Regions from separate parts of the Oryctolagus cuniculus genome. Here region 2 is linked to region 1. The links are chromatin contacts, called in public Hi-C maps. All regions are on one chromosome and are shown on one strand. The core of a region is the stretch at or near the end of the contact, and the rest is flanking DNA. Distances in the headings are between cores, read along the strand shown.

The links. Hi-C and Micro-C count contacts between places; a contact is called where the count stands out from the background.
Region 2: a contact with region 1 is called in a Hi-C map of an unstated tissue, with 3 times the contacts expected there. The contact joins two enhancer-like sites. A contact is called at or near these places in 2 of 6 Hi-C or Micro-C datasets (skin fibroblasts and an unstated tissue).

Annotation. Positions count from the first base shown.
Region 1 is chr1:52,297,588-52,302,577 of mOryCun1.1, forward strand. No RefSeq gene overlaps it. Among named protein-coding and RNA genes, the nearest start is that of SPON1, 8.2 kb to the left of the region's middle. Within about 2 kb of position 2,409, at least 1 of the 8 cell types and tissues checked has an H3K27ac peak or open chromatin away from gene starts, as enhancers often do.
Region 2 is chr1:52,481,750-52,486,739 of mOryCun1.1, forward strand. No RefSeq gene overlaps it. Among named protein-coding and RNA genes, the nearest start is that of PTH, 98 kb to the right of the region's middle. Within about 2 kb of position 2,927, at least 1 of the 8 cell types and tissues checked has an H3K27ac peak or open chromatin away from gene starts, as enhancers often do.

The DNA.
Region 1 (4,990 bases), core at 1,159-3,658:
AGCAGCTCACCGCTGGGAGAAGATAAAGGAAAGTGCACAGAAACAGGTCTTCCAAGGTGTACTTTGGTCCCAACCTGGAGACCTCTCAGTCTCCCTGCCTCGGGTTTCTGGAATAGAGAGAATGATGTGTCTGAATGCAATACAGCACGCCAGGTGCAGCGGTGGGCAGCTGCCAGGAGCAAGCACAGCATGTTCAGCCATGAACAGAACCCAGATAGAGCCTATATACCCCCTGTGATGCGCTCGCTATTAATCGACCACCCCTTCCCAAACAGCGCCACCTTTTTGAAATTCTGGGAACTTCCCAGCTTGGACCACATGACCATGGCGCACTACTGCCACCTGGTGACAGCATACTGAACATGCAGTGGCAATAAGTACGGATTCTCAAGTGCTCATTAAGTCACCTCCTTGGGCTTATTTTAGACTTGATTGTTTGCTCTTTGGGACTAGAGCTTTGAGTTTCCCACTGTGTGTAGAATAACATGTCAACATGAAGTAGGTGTTCAGTAAATTTTTGTGAATTTAAACCTGGCATTCATTCATCAAACACATATTGATTAACAGGAAGGAGGTAATTCCAAGTAAAATAAGACCTAATTCCTGCCTGCGGGATGCTAGGCAGACAGAGAAAGCAGATATTTGTAAAACAAAGAATCATTTGTTTTAACTATCAGTGGGAACATAGCGGGAGAAGTGATTAATTTTGCCTTGGTAAAGGTAACGTTTGAAAATGTACTCAACAGGGCTGGAGTTGTGGTCTAGCTGGTAGAGTTGCAGCCTGCAAAGCCAGCATCCCATATTGGTGCCAGTTTGTATCCCAGCTGCTTTGCTTCTGTTCCAGCTCCCTGATACCAGCCCAAATATCTGAGTTCCTGCCACCTTCATGGGAGACTTTGGTGAAGCTCCTGGCTTTGGCGTGGCCCAGCCCTGGGCAGCAATTTGGGGAGTGAACCAGCAGACGGAATCTCTCTCTCTCTCTCTCTCTGTAACCTGCCTTTCAAATAAATTAAATTTTTTTTTAGAAAAGAAAATGTACTCAACACCTTCTAGAAAGACAAATGAGACCTTGGTCACTGGACAAGAGGACTGGGTTGTATAGGCAGGGAAACAGCGAGTGCCAAGGTACTGAGGTGTGGAGAGGCAGGATGTGTCCTGGGTAATAGGATGGTCTTTTCAGTGGCCCTGTATGAAGATGGGCTATGGTCTTGTGGGAGTCTGGGGCAGGGGCGCATGATGGGAAGCATGTACAATGGTCCAGAGCAGAGCCATACACGGGCTGACGCCAGAGAAGGAGGGCTCGATGGGAGGAGTGTTTTGGAGGCAGGTGAAGAGGATGCGGTGCGTGGCACCGTGCAGGAGAGGAGGAGCAAGTCAGGCATGGCTCTGCACATTCTTACCTGGGCCACGGGGTGCTCCATGGTGGGGTAGTTATCTGAGCTGATGAATTGAGGAAGAGCAGCCGCCCGGCAGGTGGAAATGGGGGTGTGAGATGATATATATTCAGTCGTGGATATGCCACAATCGAGGAGTGTTTCAAGGAGGGCATGCCTAGAGGGCAGTCAAAGGTAACGGGTTCCCAGCTCAGGAGGCAGCAGGCAAGGCGCGGTGCCCCAACCCTCACTTTAAGATACTCTCAAAACAGAGCTGTCCTATGTGGCCTCTTCTCAGCTCTGTGCTCTGATTTCCAGACCAACAGATGAATTTGATGAGTTGCCCCCTTGCTAGCATGCTAATAGAGGTAGAATCATTTGAGTGAGCTGCTGGCCTCACCAGGCGGCACGTGGGCGTTCACAGTGGGGTCAGGGAGTGGGAAGTTGCCTGTGGTGGGGGAGGGGGAGCTTTGAGGCTTGGTGGCCCAGCTTCTGTGCTTGTGCTTCAGGCTGGACCTGGAGGGAAGCAGTGAGGGAGGGCAGTGGAAGGGGAAATGGACCCATGCCCCTCCTGACGCCTTGAGGAAGGGAAGGGGGAAGAGGAAAGGAGGACCGGAAGTGAGGAAGAAGAATGTGTATTTAGTGCACAAAGGAATATGGCAGAGTAGCAGAGCAACAGTGGGGGGAAGTGTGCTCCGTCCTATGGCCCTAGCGAAGTGCCCTGTGCCCTCATGTGCCCCAGGTTCAACCCCTCTCTTGGGCTGGAACACACAGCTACTGAAGTGTCAGGTTCACCCATGAAGTGCGGCTTGAAATAAGCTGACTTCCAACTGGGACTTCAAATACACAGCCCGAAGAGAAGATCTGGAACACAATTCAGCCCCCGACCTAATTTTTCGTAGAAAGCTGGAACCAAACCTATGGGTGTGAGCAGGTTTCAGAGGGAGTCAGAGGAAAACGTGTCTCCATTCATCAGATCATGCCGACGCTGAGTGTGCCGAGTCCTTTCCAGGGCCCCTGAAGGGCAGGAAGCTGTCCATTTTCCCACAAAGGGTTTGCAATTATCACAGCTGACAGCTCATATTGTGCCTACCTCGGGCCAGGCTGTGGTCTAAATGCGTCACACCTACTGGGTTCTCTCATCCTCACAACCACCCACGAGCTAGCTGGATGCTTCTGCTACCCCCACTTTGCAGATGAGTACACGGAGGGAGGCATAGACCACCTAGGCGACTTGCTTGCCCAAAGTCACCACCTGTTTGAGAGGCAGTAATCTAGATCTACAAGAGACGCTTTGGTGCCGATGAAGGACGAAGACAGATGGGCTCTGGGCTCCCCCACCATGTCCCAGAGTGAGAAATCCTCATGGGCTAGAGTTGTCCAAGGGCTCCGTGGGCCATGACGGATGGGTAGGATCTGGCCTAAGGAGGGGGAAAGGCACCGCAAGTAGCCAGGACTGGGGGGCTGTGCAACAGCGGTGGAGTGGTGGGAGCCACCTGGGCTGCAGCAGCGGAATCCTGGGCAAGGTGTTGGGGCAGGGGCAGAGCTGCAAGGAGCCTGCGGCGTTGGACTCCTCTCAAGAAGCTTTAAATGTGAAATGCACTTTCGTTCTCGGCCCAGTGCGTTTTAATGTCACGGCACAGGAGCCAGACTTTGGAGTGCATTCATTCAGCAGGCTCCATTAACTCATTAAACTTACATTTCACTTTTGTCTCTGTTCCCACCTTCTCCTTAACAGGACCTGGCATCTCAGATGCCGACCTTTGAGAAAGATTCTCATGCAGATCGGCAGTCCCCTTCCTTATCCTTGAAAATACAGCTCACGTGGCGCTTCCGCGATGGCTCTGCTCTCTGCCCCGGGCGGGGATGTCACTCCCGCCAGCGTCAGCCGCTTTGTGCACAACCTTGAGGCATTTACCACATGAGATCACCATCCATGAAGGCATTGTGCTGTCTCACAGGAGACCCAGAGTCCTTAAACGCTGCAATGGTTTGAGTCCCTTGTGCCTTTGACAGTGCCTGGCATGGAGCAGATGCTGAGTGTCTGCTGAGGAATGCAGAGGTGAACTGAAGAAATGTAAAGAATCATCTGGTGCCAGCCTTTAGCCCCTTGTGCGTCCTTTTATAAAACCAGCATAGCTCCCCTCACTTGGTTGTGATTTCGGTAGCCTATTTTTTAAATTACCTTCCTAGGGTTCATCACAATCGGTAATTATTTTATGGGCTTGTCTGCTCCTTTATTGTCTCCCTTCCTCGAGACAGTGGAAGCCCCAGGGAAGCATGCGCTGTCTTGTTCATTGCCCCATCTTCAGCTCCTTGCACTGCAGAGCCTGTGGTAAATGCCCACCAGCTGTTAGCAGACTGCAGGACTGAGTGTCACATGTCTCGTTAATTGTCCACATTCCTTTTGGATCCTTTAAGTGAGAGGACGCTCACCCAATCCTTCTCTTTCTTTCAGATAACTCTAATTGCTACCCAGATTTTTTTTTTTTACCTCTCCCTCTGTAGGGTCCTTACATAACAAGCCTAACTGTCTTACAAAGAGCAGCCTGTTGTGATTTGAAAATACGTCCACAAACTCTGTAACTCTCCCCTTCAAGAGGTAGAGCCTAATTCTCCCCTCGTGCTCAGGAACTTGCCCCACACTCAGGAACTTGCTTCCTTCTAATGACTGGAATAATACAGAAAATGCAGAGACAAAGTCTGCCAAGCCCTGTAACTTCCTCCAGACCCTCTTAGATGGCTTTGCCCTGCCAATCCCAGCTGCCATGGCCTGAGGTCACTCAGTGCAGCCCTGGGGAGAGACCCAGGTAACATCTTGGAAGTGAATCCTCCAGGGCAGACACGCCTGCCGCCCCTGCACTGCGCCAGCAGCCATGAGAGCTAGAGCCTCCCAGTCCAACGACCTCTGAATTCCTGACCTGCAGAAACCGAGAGGAGATATAGCAAAGAGAGTAAATAGTGATTATTTTAAGCCACTAAGTTTTGGCAAAATGTGCTATGCAGCAACAGAGACCCGGCACACAGTTCCTCACCTATTTCCAGAGAATTGCCACACGGCACTGCTTCTCCTCATTCCAGGTCAGACATGGTTTCTGGATCCCTCAGCCTCTGTCTCTCTCTGAGGGCCATGCAGCAGCTTGTCATCAACCCTGAAAAGGGCCAGCACCCAGAGCAGAGGACGGATCAAAGTCACCGCTGCACTAGCCCAGCAAGGAAGAGGCTCAATTTTCCCCTTCTAAATACTGCCACAGCAGCTCACTTTACTTTGATTCTCAACACCCTGCCATTTTATTAAAAAGTTTCAAACATGCAGAAAAGCTGAAAAACTTACTATTAACACTCATCTACCTACTACCAAGATTCTCCAATGAACATTTTACTACATACTTGCTTTATCACAAATCCACCTGTCCATCCCTCTATTGGTCCCTTAGTCTTTATTTGCTGGATGCATTTCAGAGTTAATTGATGGCATCCACGCCAACCTTCCAGCCAATCAGAATGTCCAAATCCTTCCCTTACTTGCTGCCTGCCCCCGTCTATTTCTTCCCATGTTCTGCTTGCTTCTAAAATATAGGATTTTACACTCGCTAGCACAGAAAACCAGACAACAG
Region 2 (4,990 bases), core at 1,677-4,176, 180 kb after region 1:
TGTCCAGAGTGTCCCTCTCGCAGCAGGTGCTAAAATAGCAGCACAGCCAACAGGCTCAGCACGGGCAGGGCCCTGGGCCAGCTGCCTGGCGTGCGTTGCCCAGTTGAGCCGCATGACGTTGCTGACTGGCTACGCTTCTCCCCGTTTCACAGATGAGGTCGCTGAGGCGTGGTGAGATTGAGTCATTGTGCCCAGGGTCACAGCGACAGTGCCGCTGATTTGCAGGCCCCTGTCTTTACCCTCTTTACTGGAACGAACGCAAGCAGGAGGCTCTGTTAAGAATGCAGATGGGATAAAGCAGGATCATCACCAGCCCCAGTCCCCAGGGAGCGGGTTCTCATCAGGAAGAGTGAAGGCAGCCATATTTCAATCCTGTGTAGAGAGGGTTCTCATACTATAAATTATTCAAAAGACACTGGTGACACGAAATGCACAATTTAAAAAGAAAATCAATAAATCCATCATTATTTAAAACATTCACTATTAAAGTGAAAATACCTTATGTAGAACAGAAGACTCTTTGCAAATCATTTATCTTGGACTTAATGTCTAGAACATTCATATATAAAGAGTTTAAATAGGTCAATGATAAAAGACAAACAGCTCAATTTAAAAAAAGGCAAAGGAACTGAATAGTCATTTCTCCAAAGGAGATATGCAAATGGCCCAGTAAGTACACGAAAAGATGCTTGCCATCAGAACAGTGTAGGCTGGAACCACTCGGATCAGTGACAGTCCCACCAGACTGCAAGGCAGCCATGAGCATGTGGGGGGGACACGGGGTGCTCCCGAAGAAAGATATGCCAAAAAGCTAACTCCCTGTACCTTTCACTGTCACCTGATTTGGATACAGTCATTGCAGAGGTAATTAGTGAAGGTGAGCCCCTGCTGGAGTGGGATGCACCCCCATCTAATATGATTGGTGTCCTTCTAAAAAGAGTGGCTGGTGAAGAAACACACACAGGGCGAATGCCACGTGCGGCTGAAGGAAGAAATCAGGGTGGCGCGGCTACGAGCCGAGGGATGCCAGTGGCTTCCTGCAACCTTCCAGATGCTAGAAGAGGGATGAACAGTGCTTCCTCACAGCCCTCAGAAGGAACCAACATTTGGGACACCTTGTTATTGGTCTTTCAGCCTCCAGAACTGTGAGACAATGAGTTTCTGTTGTGTAAGCTCTCGCAGGCAGCTCTCGCAGGCTGCCGCACCATCTGCCACACTGTTTATGGGAACTAATACCTTGGCCAATGGACTTTGCATATCCTGGGCCTCCTGGCTCGGGCCTCACTCAGTCTCTGAATTTGCCTTGGTTCTGTTTCCAGGCTTACACACTTCTAATTATGATCGCCGCCCTTCCCCATGGCTGCTCAGCACGAGTGTGCAGGCCCCCGTGACACTCAGAGCTCTCCAGAATGTTGACAAGAGAGAATTTTTGTCCCCCTGAGCAGAGAGCCAGATTGGGCTGCCCTTATTGTAGGCTGGTTTCCAAAGCGTGCACAGGATGTGTGCACAGCAAGGGCTGGGCAAGACCTGGCGCTGGGATGCAAGAAGGAACCCCCAGACGTTATTGAGAGTGTGTTTAAAATTAGAAATGAATTAAGACCTAATAATATTTAATGTACTGTGTGGATTAACAATACAGCCTGTAAATAATTTATGAATGAATATTCCCATATGTGAGTGCATGCCCCCAGAACAATTTCAGTGGTGGTGATCGGGCGGTCACTGCCTTAGATAATATCGCTGCTGTATCTCTCATCTGCTCTTGTTTGACACGGATTCTTAAAGATCGTGAGTGCCTGGCTAAGTGATTTGGCCTCAACCCAGGCGCTGTGAGAAGGCTTTAAGTGAAGAGCAGGGAGCAGTTGGAGGTGAGGGTGGGGAGGAACAGCAGAATATTTAACAGGGAGGGTTCTGGAGCCAGCTGGATAATTTACAACATTGAGCGAGTGATGTAGCCTCTGTTTCCCTGTCTGTAGAAGAGGAGAATGAGAGAAGCCCCCTGATGTTGCTGCATGGATTAAACGAGAAAACACATTCAGAGCACTTCCTACAGACGTCAGCCCTAGCAGGCGAGCCAGCTGTCCACAAGGCTCTGTTAGGATTCTGTTTGAGCTCACTCTTCCCTTGCCCCCAGCCTAGTGTGAGATTCAGGCCTTGAACTACCATAGTCAAGAACTAGCTCTTCAAATATTGGTGGAAGCTGCCTGAAAAGCAGGATTTGAAGATGAATATATTCTTTGGTTCCAAAAACTCTTCCCTATTGCTCAATTCTGGGCATAATGGCTGTAAGGGGTTTTAATAACATGCAAAAGCTTGCCTGGAGGGTGTAAGCCAGTCTACATAGCATTTGTCTTCAAGATCTCCTCAGGGCCTGTGTTTGGCTTGAGACACCCACATCCCCTATCAGTATCCCTGGATCTGAGTCCTGGCTGATGCCAGCAATCCTAAGGTAGGAGGTGATAGCTCAAAACCTTGGGTTCCTGTTTCTCACATCGGAGACCTAGGTGGAGCTGCTGGTTCCTGGCTTCAGCCTGGTCCACTTCTGGATGCTGTGGCATTTGGGGAGTAGAACAGCAGATGGGAGATCTCTCTCTCACTCTCTCTCTCAAATAAATAAATAAATACACAGATTAAAAACAGAAAAGATCGAATCCAGGCTACCACACTCTAGAGTACCAACTTGTCTTCATTCTAATAGGGTAAGCTCTAAAACTAAACCAGTTCCTCTTCAAATGCTTTTTTTGCTTCAACATATTATTACTTCCTGGTTTAACTGTACCACGTTGTGCCTGCACCTGCCCCCACTGCTAATCAGCATTAATTGGATTTTTAAATGAAAAAATGACAGGTGGTGTTATGTTCTTAGACACTCAGCTTCTAGCTGGTTTTAAAATTGCATTCCTCTCCCCCTCAGAAATTCCAAGTCATTTTCACAGTGTAAGAAAGAACCTGCAGGTGCTGAATTTGTTCTTGTAGCCCTGATGCTGAGGGATCCTCTGCCAAATTGCATTCAAGAGCGCCATCTGCTGGCCCAAGTTCAAAATAAAAAGAAAATTAACGAATAAGCAGGTGCCTAAATGGTCTTGTGCTTTTAATCAGTCACTTAACAACTTAACCATGAAAACGAGCTTCCTAAGGCTAATGAGAGTTGCCCAATTTGCAGAAACCGGGTGTTTATTTTTGTAGCACAATTTTCCAGCTGCCTGCATCCTTTACGGTGTGTAGCATCTGCTTACGCTGCATTGTTGGAGTATATGGTTTTGCTTGGAGATTCCTCCTGGATCCTGAGGGGCAGAGCATGTGCTAGGTCTACCGGGTTGAACATCTGATTCAGGGGTCTGTACAGGTTCCTGCGTTCAATCTATGAGGGCCTAGGAATCAGGTACAAGTTCATTATATTAAAATATAAGTGGCGTCTCAGACCAGAGAAATGTAAGGCAGGTTGAACTTTGATTCTGTATAAAAGCAAAGGAGTGGATGTGAACTGAAGCAACATACTCCAAGGTCAGCATATCTATGGCTATTATTCTGCTCTTTTTTTAAAAAAAAAATTGCAGGTGCTTCAGCAATAATGAGATGTATGTGTTCCTGGGGGAGCAGAGAAGCACAGTTTCTGCAAAATTGCAAGCTAAAAATAATTAAGACTTATGGGGAAAATAGGACTGAGACAGACCATTCAGAACAAACAACCTTGCAACCAGAGCCTATCAAAGGCAGTAGCAATCTTGACAAAAACACCAGCAATTTTAAAAAGAATGCTCATTTCCTAAGAAAGAAATTCTGCAGAAAATAAAGACTTTTGCCTCAAAAAAGAAAAGAAAGGAAGATAAGGTCTCTGGGCGGAAGGCAATGGGAGAGAAGCTGTAGTCTTTGAGGCATATGGATGAGGAAAGACTGCATGGGAGCACGGAGAATCGAGGAAGGAGCACTGCTGGGATGGAGTACAGCTGCCCTGAGGCAGGACACAGGAGCCGTGAGAGCCGGGACCTCACAGCCTCCCTGGGCAGCTCCCTGCATTCAGTGGGGGTCATGCATTGCACTTGGGCTCCACCTTCTGACACTTGCTGGTCCAAGACGTGGGCAGCCCGGGAGCCTCACAGATGAACCAGCGCAACTCCCACACTTGACTGACATCATTCCGCCATGTAGCAACCACATTCGAGCTCATTTAAGTGAGAATCACACACAAACAAGCAAGTGTTTCAGCAAAACAGAGCGAGCGTGGGCTGCTTCCCCAGCGCACATCTTGACACCACGCCCCGCAGGCAGGATGGATTCTGTCAGACCCGCTCCCCAGCCAGCCTCTCTCCCGGAAAGAACTGACAAGGGAAAACACCCAAACCCGAAGAGAACCTCGTTCCCTGGCACTTGGACAGTGGAGGGAAGACGGTGGCCTTACCAACAGTCGCAAAGTCCCCTGGGGAGCATCTGTCAGGATTCCTGCTATTGCCAATGACAGAAAACGCAGCCAAGCAGGCTAAAGGGAGAAAACCGGGACAAGGGGAGGGGGGTAATGTACCGATCTGTGTTATTTAGAAAGTCCAAGGAGAACGAACCCCATGTAGGACTTGATCCAGTGGCCCAAAGTCTCTCTCGAAAACCTTCTATCGCTGAAATCTGGTGGTTTGTCTCTTGATCGGGTCTGTATTTGTTTTTCCAACCATTTTAAACCTCAGTTCTCTTTAGCTAAACACCAAAAACCTAGACTCTCTTCTTCTAAGGCGATTGGGAATTGTAAGCTCGAGAGCCGGACTAAAAATGAAATCAATCACACTTTTCAAGTGAAAATTAAATCAATGATACTTTTAAATCACACTCCTGCTATGTACTGCGCCAAAACCGCAGTGGGTGGGAGCGCACGCCCGGCCGGTGGAAGCTCACGGCGCTGAAGCGCCCCCTAACCCAGATATGAGGAGCTTGGGCTTCGGATCACAGCGCGACAGCTTGGAGATGCGCCCCTTCCTGGTCCTCCCCTGCCCTTCAGGAAAGT